Regions from separate parts of the Danio rerio genome. Here all the other regions are linked to region 1. A link is a contact called in public Hi-C and Micro-C data. All regions are on one chromosome and are shown on one strand. The core of a region is the stretch at or near the end of the contact, and the rest is flanking DNA. Distances in the headings are between cores, read along the strand shown.

Region 1 (3,612 bases), core at 519-3,018:
CCTAAAATCACATTTCTTATAAAATAGCAACTTCCAAGGAATACAAAATTCAACAACACTTACAAAAGTCTTTGGGTGGATAACGAGGACCCGGCTTGTTCTGCCGTAGAGAGTATCTCCCTTTCTTGTTCTGAAGGAATTTCTTCATTTTGTCGTAAATCAACAAGTCTCAAAATTCAAAACGACTGCTCCACGTCTTCTGCGCTGTCAGTCAGATCCTCCTTCTGCACCGCACCACACTTTAGGGGAAACGCCTTTCGAATGCCCCCCATCGTCGCGTGGCATGAAGAGCGGTGCCACTTAAAAAAAGGGTGACACTGCATAGAGTGCCAGAGTGATCTTGTCGACGAGTTGACTCTGCATCTCTGGCAAGCCTTGCTAGTCCTGCCTGCAGAGCTCAAATCAAGAAACTGGGACACCTAGCACAGATCCTTAATGATTCTCTCTCCAAAAAGGGTAAAGTGAGGCCCCATTTCTCTATAAATACCTCCTTCCCATACTCTCTCTTCTAGCTGTCTCTCCAAGGGACAAAAAGTAGCCCAGTATCAGCTTGGGGATCCGACAGGACGATGGTGGATAATTAGAACGTCTGAATGCACTGAAGAGTGCAGTCACACATCTATTAAAGCTCTTGTTCTGGATTAGACAGATTAAACGCTGCATCTCGAGATCTCTCGTGCCACATGGCAGGGGACACATGCTGTCATGCATCCAGGGAATTCAGGATTGATTTACGGAGTGAGCTGTCATATGGAGTTCAGGTGTAAGCGGGGTCTCACAGACTCCTGTTATTATTCTGGGGCAGGAAAATGACAAAAATCAACAAGCCCTATATGGTGTATTGCAATTTCAATGTTATAAAAGAAAAGGGAAACTCTAAGTACAACGTAATGAGCAAGTTATGTAAATGACCGAAGCAAAGACAAGTTATACAGGACTAACTGAATTATTTAGTGCCAATGCTTGTATCTCCAAACACAGTGTTCCTCAATCAACATCTCAACTTACCAATACAACAGAAAAGCAGTTGTGTGTGGAGGAAAATACCATTGCCTTTTAATAAACTACCAAAACAATAACAACAACAATACATAGAGTAACAATTCTGTAATATGTTATAAAATCTAACATATTATTAAATATTATTACAGTAGAACGCATAGTGATTAAAGAAAATGTGAGCTAAATGAAAATGGGGTTATGACAAATATTTCTACTTGATAAAACAAATAGATATTTATTGTATCTGTATAAATCTATGTATTTTAGTTTATTAAGCAAAATAAATAATTTTTATGTTTTAAATAAAATTTATTAACTTGGATTTTACCATTTCAGGACACCTTTTTTATTAAAATAAAATAAAAGCCAGTCTTCAACCGACTATAACCTTTTAGCTAATATTTGCATAGATAGATAGATAGATAGATAGATAGATAGATAGATAGATAGATAGATAGATAGATAGATAGATAGATAGATAGATAGATAGATAGGATAACTTATTGTATGTTCAATTATGCTGAAATAACAAGAGCAATCAAAAAAAACCTTCTTTTCATTCATAGAACTAACGTTACTGTTAACCCATAGATTTACATAATAGACATACCTCAAAAGGTAAAACCTGCTTGCTTTGCTCGGTGGAGTTTTCTCGAAGGGCTTTTGTGGTGTCTCTTTCGTTTGAGACATCACCACCACGGGAGTGAATGTGCTGGTTTGTAACATGATAACTGCCAGAGCCAAGAGTCAGGAGGCTATGGCAACCCTAAACAGAAAAACAAGTACACTTAACACAGCCTGAGACAAATGAGGACTAATGTAAACAGTTTCACTTTCTGACTGTCAAATGTTAATACGTTTGCAAATAATCCAAAATAAATGCGGAAAAGCTGAAAATAAGAGACAACGTATAAACTGTACGGTAATTGGAAGGTGGTGTGCTAACGCTCATGTTAGGTGATTAATTAATTACTCTCTTAAGTTACTCAACTACATTTTCGAAAAGACGACTATTGGAGCTCAAATTATTAATAAACTATTCGTAGGCAATTTTTATAAGACGAAAAAAACGTCTAAGAAAAAGTTAGCCATGAGAAGGGAAAAAATTATACGGCAAATAACTAATTAATGATTAATAGTAATTAAAGAAAGCCTAGATCGGACTTTTACTTTGACAACAATTGTGTTTCGTAAGTTCCGTTCAAATGTTGCCAAGTCTTCTTTATTGGTGTTTTTTTTCTTTTACCTATGTCGCGAGTAGTGATTTCGCAAAATATAGTAGTGTAAAAGTGGATCTATATTCAAATGTATATTAAATAATTCCTTTACTTGTAGAGGTCTACGTCGATGTAAGGCTGGGTATGCTTGTGTTTCCCGTTTTGTACGAAGATCTGGCAACATTATGCTGTGTTCTCGCCTGCTTCACAGCCACACGGCGGGCTGTTCATGTACGGGAAGAAGGTGTGAGGATGGGGCTCAGGTGAATAAAGGTAAAGCTTTTTGGGGCTTTCCTCTTTTTGATTACATTATGCCCAATATGTAAGCAAAGTTAATTAGTTTTATTGAACATGTTGCATGTTCGGTCACTTTTACGGTCCTGCTGTGCCTGTTTTGACGCGCTTTTCTCGTTATAAGTCATACTATACACATATCTGTGATGAGTGAAATATACCGCTCACAGTTCTGTTCTTCTCACTGTAGGTTAAGACAAATGGACTTCCTGACTCTGTTTGGTATATATGTGGCAGTGGTGCTCACCTGCATTGCTCTGGTTTGTAAGTACTCAGGACATCAGCAAACTCCTCTCGGTCAGTTGGTGGGCGCGTTCACAAGGGTAAGAGCTTTCAAACTTATTGTTTGTGTAATCAGATGTGTATATATGTATATTCATATTCTATTTTTTCTTTTAGATTGTCTCTCCATGGATCCCACAATGGCTCCAAAGCATTTGCTACAGGACTATGCACAGACTGTTTCACCAAAGGTGGGTTTTTACAGATTATGCGGTAACACTTTACAATAAGGTTCATTAGTTAATGCATTTACTAACATGAACTAATCATGAACAACACATATACAGCATTTATTAATCATAATTGAACATTTACTAATGCATTATTAACATCCAAGTCCATGCTGGTCAACATTAATTAATGCACCATGAGTTAACATGAACTAACAATGAACTACTGTATTTTCATTAACTAATGTTTAATAACATGAACAGATACAGTAGTAAATGTATTGTTCATTGTTTGTTCATGTTAGTAAATGCATTAATTAACATTAACTAATGAACCTTATTGTAAAGTGTGACCGACTATGCTATAGTATAAATACAGTCTAAAACCTATTGTTGAAAATAGAGGTTAAGTTGGCTTTATATTCAGATATTTAGACATTCTCCTTAATAACATAATTTCAGAAAAGTATTCTTTGCAAATTCTAAATAGGAAAATCATATTAGCAGCCATTGATTATCAAAGTACAGCATTGTTTACAGTCAATTAGATAGTGCTAATGTTGTTTTTAAGTCATACTTGCATGGTAATTCTGACCGAATATTCAAATTAGCGTGGTAATAAACAATATAGAGAACTGTTTAGCTAC
Region 2 (3,612 bases), core at 279-2,778, 170 kb before region 1:
TGATAAAAATCTAAAATCAAATATAACATAATAAATATCAATGATAAACATTTAATTTAAACATTTTTGCAAGTGCTGCTACAACATACAGAGCACATTTTTCATGAACAAACTTTCAGATTTGATCAAAGGCTTAATTTTTTTTAAAGGTATCCCAAAATGTGCATGCAAATAAATATGTCCATGGAAACAAAGTCAATGGCAGATTGTATTTATTCAATAGCTGGAATAATTTACAAGAACATTCCGACTTGAGAAACAGTGTTCAGACATGCAGTGTTCAGCTCTGCTTCTTTGACAAGATGGAAGACATAAAGCTCTCTGACATTCCTCCTTGTGCACATCTACACCTGCCTTTACCCTTCAATGCCAGAAATATGGCTAAAAACACATAAACCTTGACAGGCATACAGGTAACCCCATACCCCTATAGTCAGACAGAATTACATAATATTTATCGGCACTCCCTTTCTGGAGCAGATCAGCGATTCTGAGTTTATCATAAATTAGCAAAGATAAAGTCAACAAAAGGGATGATTTCTTCTTGTTAATAGCGAGTATTGTACCTTAAAATAAAATAAAGAGTGATCTTAATGATATCATAAACAATGACTGTCCTTACCTTAACTACGAGATCCACAGAAACAGACTGCGCTTCATTTTCGCTCAAAGTCCAAGACCATCTTGAAGAACTAATGAAAGAGAGGACCGTCATTTTGTGATTAGAATTTGCATATATGCAAATAAATAACCTTAGCACAGTCTCCTATTATAACGCGAGGTAAGTTACTGGCGCAACGGTCAATGCAGATGCTTATGTAATAATCGGTCGTGCATCTGTTATAGCAGATCACGAACATTCAAGATCTTGCCTAAATTCTGCCATACATATTATGTATATATATATATATATATATATATATATATATATATATATATATATATATATATATATATATATATATATTTACATTGATAACTTGTCAATCAAATGGAAATCCAGTGTCAGATCCGCGTGTGTTGTGGATATTTAGTAGGTGTGTCCAGACACTAGCTCACTATATTATATTTGACAATATAATAATCAAACTTACTGCATTATGACAGTGATTTGGCTTAACGCAGATTATAAACAAACCACGATTCCTTCCGAGGACTTTCAGTATCGCTCGTCGCTAAACATTCTTCATCATTGATACGACACGGCAGGAAATGATGTTCTTGTGCTGCTAGAAAGCTCATACATTTGGCAAAATCGTCAAACGTGTCATGTTTAACAAGGCTGAATATGCCAGGAATAGCAGGCCAGATCCTAGTCGCGACAGCTGCATGTATGTAGTAACAGACACTAGTGGATCAAGTGAAATGTGCGCTGAGCAACAATACACGAGAAGCGGATGAATTGTCAAACACCGCTGCTTGGTAATACTGTTTTTACATTTTTCACGCGAAAGGGGAGTCACGTACGAATATGTTTGATATGTATAACTTACCGAGTCGAAAAGTGAAACACAACAACCGTTCGGCTTTATAAAGGTGTTCATCGACTCAAAAAACTGTGCTGAGGCATCCGGCTACTCTCTGCTGTTCAACCGCAGAGGACGGTGAAGCCAGTCGATGACTCGATGCTCTCACAGCACGTCCTGAAAATAAAAGTCCCCTAAAATAATAACAACATGACGATCAAATGAGGAACTATGGCTAAGAAAATGAGTGATTTCTTATAAATGTTTTGAAAATAAATAAATAATAAATGTTAAAAAAATAGTTTAATAAAAAATAATTAAATCATAAAACAATAAATACTAATAATACATTTAAATGTATGTAAATTTTACATTTATGTACGTTTGTAAAATCCCATAGATATAGGCTATGTATCTATATATATTCATGGTAAGACCCTGCCATAAAAATGAGAAAATGGAACTAAAAGCTTTATTTTAAAATAAAAGGCGCCCAGTTTTCATCATTAGGATATTTTGTAATTAAGAGGAAAATGAAAAAATAAATAAAATATACACAATATATACAATGAAATGTACTAATTGTGCATCAAAATAGGTAACTTTAAAATCATTTATTGAGGCACTTACACAATTTAAACATGAGTCATGAACAAATTCACATTTTCAAGTGAACTGTAAACATTTTAAAGGTTATACATTCAGACAGCAAACGTGTATTTACATTCTGTTGTACTGCCTTACTAAATTTACTTCTATGAAAATAACATTTCTCATAGCATTTCACGTTGATGCATGATTCGCAGCTATATAAAACAATAAACAAGCCAAGTACAAAATCTGTTGTTCACACCACTAAACAAACTGATGACAGATAAACAAAAGAAATTCTCTTAAAATAAGGCCCCTTCAGTCATAAAAGAATGGTGACATCAGAATACGTATATATATTTACATTTTTCTTTTTACTTTATAACAAAATCATCTCAGTGGCTACAATAACGTTAGGCACTACCTAAAATCTATCAAAAATAACAAACATGTCAATTTAGAGACCAGGTTACTTTATACATTACTAACCACAGCCTTCTCGGGATTGCAAGACACAATATTTATGAAACAAGTGTTGGTTCAGTGTATTTCCTTCTACTTCCATTTGGTTTCGTTATCCTGCTCCATCTTGTTTCGTGACAGTTTCCCATGGGCAAATGATTTCTTTCACACCTCCTCTTGCTGTATTGGGACTGTCGTCCTCCTCGTCTTCGGAATCGATAGGGTAGATGCGGCATTCAGGTGGGATGTCAACTTTGATTTGAAAAAAGCTGTGAAAGAAGTCAGGTTATTTTTCAAGTACTGTCAAATTGTGAAGTACAAACACTAATAAAAGTATCTGTTCATCATTTAAAAGCATAGTTCATTCAACATTGCTGAAACCTTCATGAGTTATTTCTTCTGAACACACACAAAGAAAGATATTTTGAAAATATCCGAAACCAGTAACCATTGACTTTCATGGTAGGAAAACAAACAATTTGAAAGACAATGGTAACAGATTTCAAACATTCTTCCAAATATCATATTTTATGTTCAACAGAAGAAAAAAACTCAAACGGTCATCATTTACTCATACTCCACTTGTTCCAAAACATGTTCCTTAGAATATCCTTAGAAAACCACTTGTTCCTTAGAATATATTGTATTATGTTTAAAAAAAGAAATTTATAAAAGATTAGAACCACTTGATTGTGAATAAATTGTAAGTAATTTGTAATTTTTGGTTAAACAATCCCTTCAATTTGAAAAAAAAAAGAGTATTATTAATCTGAACTTTTACACTATACAATATTAAACCCTCAGTGTTCCCACAATAGCATATTGTCTCACTATAGATACTGCATTTGAACTTGAACTCACTTGTATGAGAGTATGAGTCTGATCTATACCTATATAGTGTGAATATGGATGTAATAAATGACATTTTTTATGACCCATATAGGTATGTCATTGTCCAAAGAGCTAACAGTGTCAGTCACATTTCTTCACTTTAATTTATAAATCCCTTCCTATGATCTCATGGGATTTTAAAGTTTTCACTAAATGTGCATTTCTCAGAGGTAGTAAGACATCTGGGTATTTCTCATCTCCT
Region 3 (3,612 bases), core at 503-3,002, 160 kb after region 1:
CTTTATTAATCTGGGGTCGCCACAGCTGAATGAAACGCCAACTTATCCAGCATATGTTTCACGCAATGGATGCCCTTCCAGCTGCAACCAATCAATGGGAAACATCTATACAAACTCATTCACACACATACACCTGGGACAATTTTAGCTTACCCAATTCACCTTTCCCAATTTGGTCTTGTGGGGGAAACCGGAGCATCCAGGAAACATGCGAACAAGGGGAGGAGAACATGCAAACTCCACACAAAACTTTCAACTCACAACACATGAACTAAACATACAGTAGGTCTATGTATATTGTAATGTGTTGTAGGCTACATGTATAGACTACTCTATAGATAAACTATAGACTTATGTTTCAATTTATATCTCTTATTTATTCATATATTGGTGAAATCTGTGATATTTCAAAAGAACAATATAATCCTTTTTAGATTCTTTAGTCTATTTCACTAATATATAGGCCAATATATATATATATATATATATATATATATATATATATATATATATATATATATATATATATATATATTCATTGTGGAATTAGTTAATGTTGATAATGAAATGTTTTTATCATGCTGAAGAACAGAGGACAATCAAACAAATCAGAAACACAACCAAAAGAGGGCGCTATGCTGTTCCTTAGATCAGTTCTGGTGCATTACCCTACTGCTGCCCCATCAACTCATGTGTGTCCCTGGAGGGTTTTTGTATACTTGAAATTAATGATTTTTATTTTATGTATTATTTTTCTTTTTATTTGATTTATTTATTTCTCTCTCTTTCTCTAGAATATATAAAATAAATTAAATAAGCAGAACAAACTGATAATAAACATGAAGATTTTAAAACAAGATATTATTTAATTCTTTTTGCATTTGTCTTGTACATAGTAGATAAATAATTAGGTAATAACTAAGTGTAATGTAAATGTCTGCTCTATAAATTGTGTAATTTTTTCCATGTTTTAACAAACCAACAAATTAATGAAAGAAAGAAAGAAAAAAACATATAAGATAGAGATAATAAAACTGAAGCAAAAGAAAGGTGAATAAACCAGTTTATAGTAGCAACATATAAATATTCACTAATATATTCATTTAAATATTCCAAAAAATGTATTTAAGAATAACATTTTTAACAAATATTTTAAGTTATTTAAAGCTATGTTAATTTTTAATATTTAGAGCAGGACTTTCCCGCCCAACTTTTAGATGCCACAAACATTTTAATATCATTGCCCCCACATTAAAACATAAACATTTTTGTTAAAAAAAATTAAGGAAGTTACCTGAAGTTAATGTTTTGAAAACTGAAATTTTTTATTATTATATTCTTATTTGTTTTATTTTATTTTGATATATAATTTATTGTTTTATTTTATTTAAATAAAATATAATAATGTATTGTATGCTATTAAATATTTAATAATCGTTTAATTATTATGCTGTTTTATCAATTTGTTTCTGTTTCTCTTTTATTTTGTATTATAATGTGTGCTTATTATTTAAAAACTATATAGAATTATTTTAATCTTTTTAATTATTCAATTGCTATTTTTAATTATTAAAATCAAAATATTTTAATAGGTATATCACTCTCTTTTGTCCCTGGTAACCCATTCTGAAAGTTTGGCGCTAAATGAATGTTCGAAATGTTGGACTTTTCTCATAGATATTTATATAGCTATGGACTTTTATTATGAATTATCCTCTATGCTTTTTCCTGTTTAGGTCATCGTCAGTCCACTTTACGGCACGCTGTTTTCACTTTGCTGCATGCCTTTAAATACCTTCTAGTGTATTTGCTTGAATAATTGAGTTTATCTCAGATATACTCATTTCTTGTAATTTATACGATTAAAACATGAAAAATGCATTGTCAAATTTAATATAACACCATATCCGGCTTTTTAACCTTGACTGAATGGCTTATCACGCCTAAACTGTGGCATCAATACAAATACAAATTTACACACATAACGTTTAAAATATGCTACGAAATATATGTCGGTATCACACAAAGTTTGGCCAGGCAATTATTTGGCCGTTTTCATTTTCTTACGTGAAGCATGTTCCCAGTTTATCAACACAGCTACAAAAGGCAAAATATAGCAGTGCTACAGCAGGTAAGATATAAAAAGAAAAAAATAACTTAAAATGATAAACAAATATATTAATATCTTTGTACTTGCATTGTGTTTTGCAGAGAGGAAAAAGTTCTACGAGACTGTATCTATAACTCAAGGTGAAGGTGAGCATCATTCAGTACTGATGGCCATAACAGCACCTTAAAAGAAACATGTTTTCAATGATGAAGATCGAGGGTTTGCTCATATGAAAACACAGATTTTCTTGTTTATAGGTGGCTTGTTTGAAATAAACCTTGATAAGAGAAAGCTGAAGACCCCAAGTGGAAAACTATTCACAGTTCCCAATGAAGCTCTTGCCATTGCTGTTGCAAATGAGTGGGACGTTCAAAAGGACACATTGAAGTTTTACACTATGCACTTGGTAGGATATTATTTTTAATTTATATTATATTATTATTATTATACTATATTTTGGTTTCCCAAGTACTACTAGTATATTTGAAAGTTTTATTCTACAACTGTCTACAGAGTACATTCAAATGTATCTATAATACATACATAGTAGCATGGAACACATATTTTTATACACTCTTCAGAACTGAAACTTACAGTATTACAAGTCTACAAGACTAGTACCTTTATTTATACCCAAAATCTGTACTTTTTTGGTGTTTTTTCTTTTTAATTTTCTGCTGCAGACGATTCCATTCAAGAACCCCCTAAAAAGTACAGATTTTAGGTATAAATAAAACTGAAAGCTTAGTTTTTTTTTAAATTCTATTTTAATCATTTAAAAATTCTATTCAGTTAAAGGGGTAGTTCAGCCAAAAATTATAATTTGGTCAACAACAATACTCTGGGACTTTCTTTCATCTTTGGAACACAGATTAAGATATTTTAGATGGAATCTGAGAGCTCACTCACCCTTCATATAGACAGCAATGTACTTTTGTGCACACTTAAAGAAAAAATACTTACTTCATTCAGCGGTTTATCACCTCATTAGTAGGCCCACACGGAATATGCGTGTACAGAAATCTGCAGATTTCCGCAGATCTTTAGCCCATCATTCGGTGTATTTACTGTATTCACTTGTTTAATTGTGTGTGAATTTATATTTATTTAGTTTTTTTTTTTTTATTAATTTCACTAATATTATTGTGTTATAATAATAGTACTATTAAAATGTTCATATGATTTATTAACAATACAGTTAGTAATGTAATATTTTCTGTCTTTTTGTAGGTATATGATGTATTGCTTTCTTTACCAAATAGGTGGATGCAATTGGATTTGCACTGTAAACATTAAATAAAATTAAAAAATGTGTTGTTTTTTATTTAATATATTAATGCTGTAGTTATGATACTCCTAAAATCAATCTCTGCAGAAATTGCAAAAAATGTCTGCATATTGTGTCTTTTCCTATTCATTCATCTATGTTTCCATCCACCTATTTTTATGGTAATTTTGCAATATGCGCATAGAAAACCGGTTGATGAAAACGCCAAGATGCA

What was found. Hi-C and Micro-C count contacts between places; a contact is called where the count stands out from the background.
Region 2: a contact with region 1 is called in a Hi-C map of hematopoietic stem cells, with 4 times the contacts expected there. The contact joins the promoter of mrtfab here to the promoter of grid2ipb in region 1. A contact is called at or near these places in 3 of 18 Hi-C or Micro-C datasets (caudal fin, hematopoietic stem cells and an unstated tissue).
Region 3: a Micro-C map of caudal fin shows a contact between it and region 1, with 6 times the contacts expected there. The contact joins the promoter of atpaf2 here to the promoter of grid2ipb in region 1. A contact is called at or near these places in 2 of 18 Hi-C or Micro-C datasets (caudal fin and hematopoietic stem cells).

What each region holds. Positions count from the first base shown.
Region 1 is chr12:20,200,284-20,203,895 of GRCz12tu, reverse strand. grid2ipb (glutamate receptor, ionotropic, delta 2 (Grid2) interacting protein, b) reads right to left here and starts at 1,768. Exons shown (of 23, transcript NM_001430838.1): 1 at 1,613-1,768. It overlaps zdhhc4 (zDHHC palmitoyltransferase 4), which reads left to right and starts at 2,433. Exons shown (of 7, transcript NM_200049.2): 1 at 2,433-2,492; 2 at 2,704-2,836; 3 at 2,913-2,986. The coding sequence starts at 2,714.
Region 2 is chr12:20,365,900-20,369,511 of GRCz12tu, reverse strand. It overlaps mrtfab (myocardin related transcription factor Ab), which reads right to left and starts at 1,528. Exons shown (of 19, transcript NM_001201558.1): 1 at 1,494-1,528; 2 at 623-692. rgs9b (regulator of G protein signaling 9b) reads right to left here. Exons shown (of 19, transcript NM_200830.2): 19 at 2,066-2,788. The coding sequence ends at 2,632. All of the region lies in intron 1 of LOC141376790 (a long non-coding RNA gene), which reads left to right.
Region 3 is chr12:20,035,727-20,039,338 of GRCz12tu, reverse strand. It overlaps atpaf2 (ATP synthase mitochondrial F1 complex assembly factor 2), which reads left to right and starts at 1,752. Exons shown (of 8, transcript NM_001082821.1): 1 at 1,752-2,131; 2 at 2,212-2,256; 3 at 2,368-2,516. The coding sequence starts at 1,996.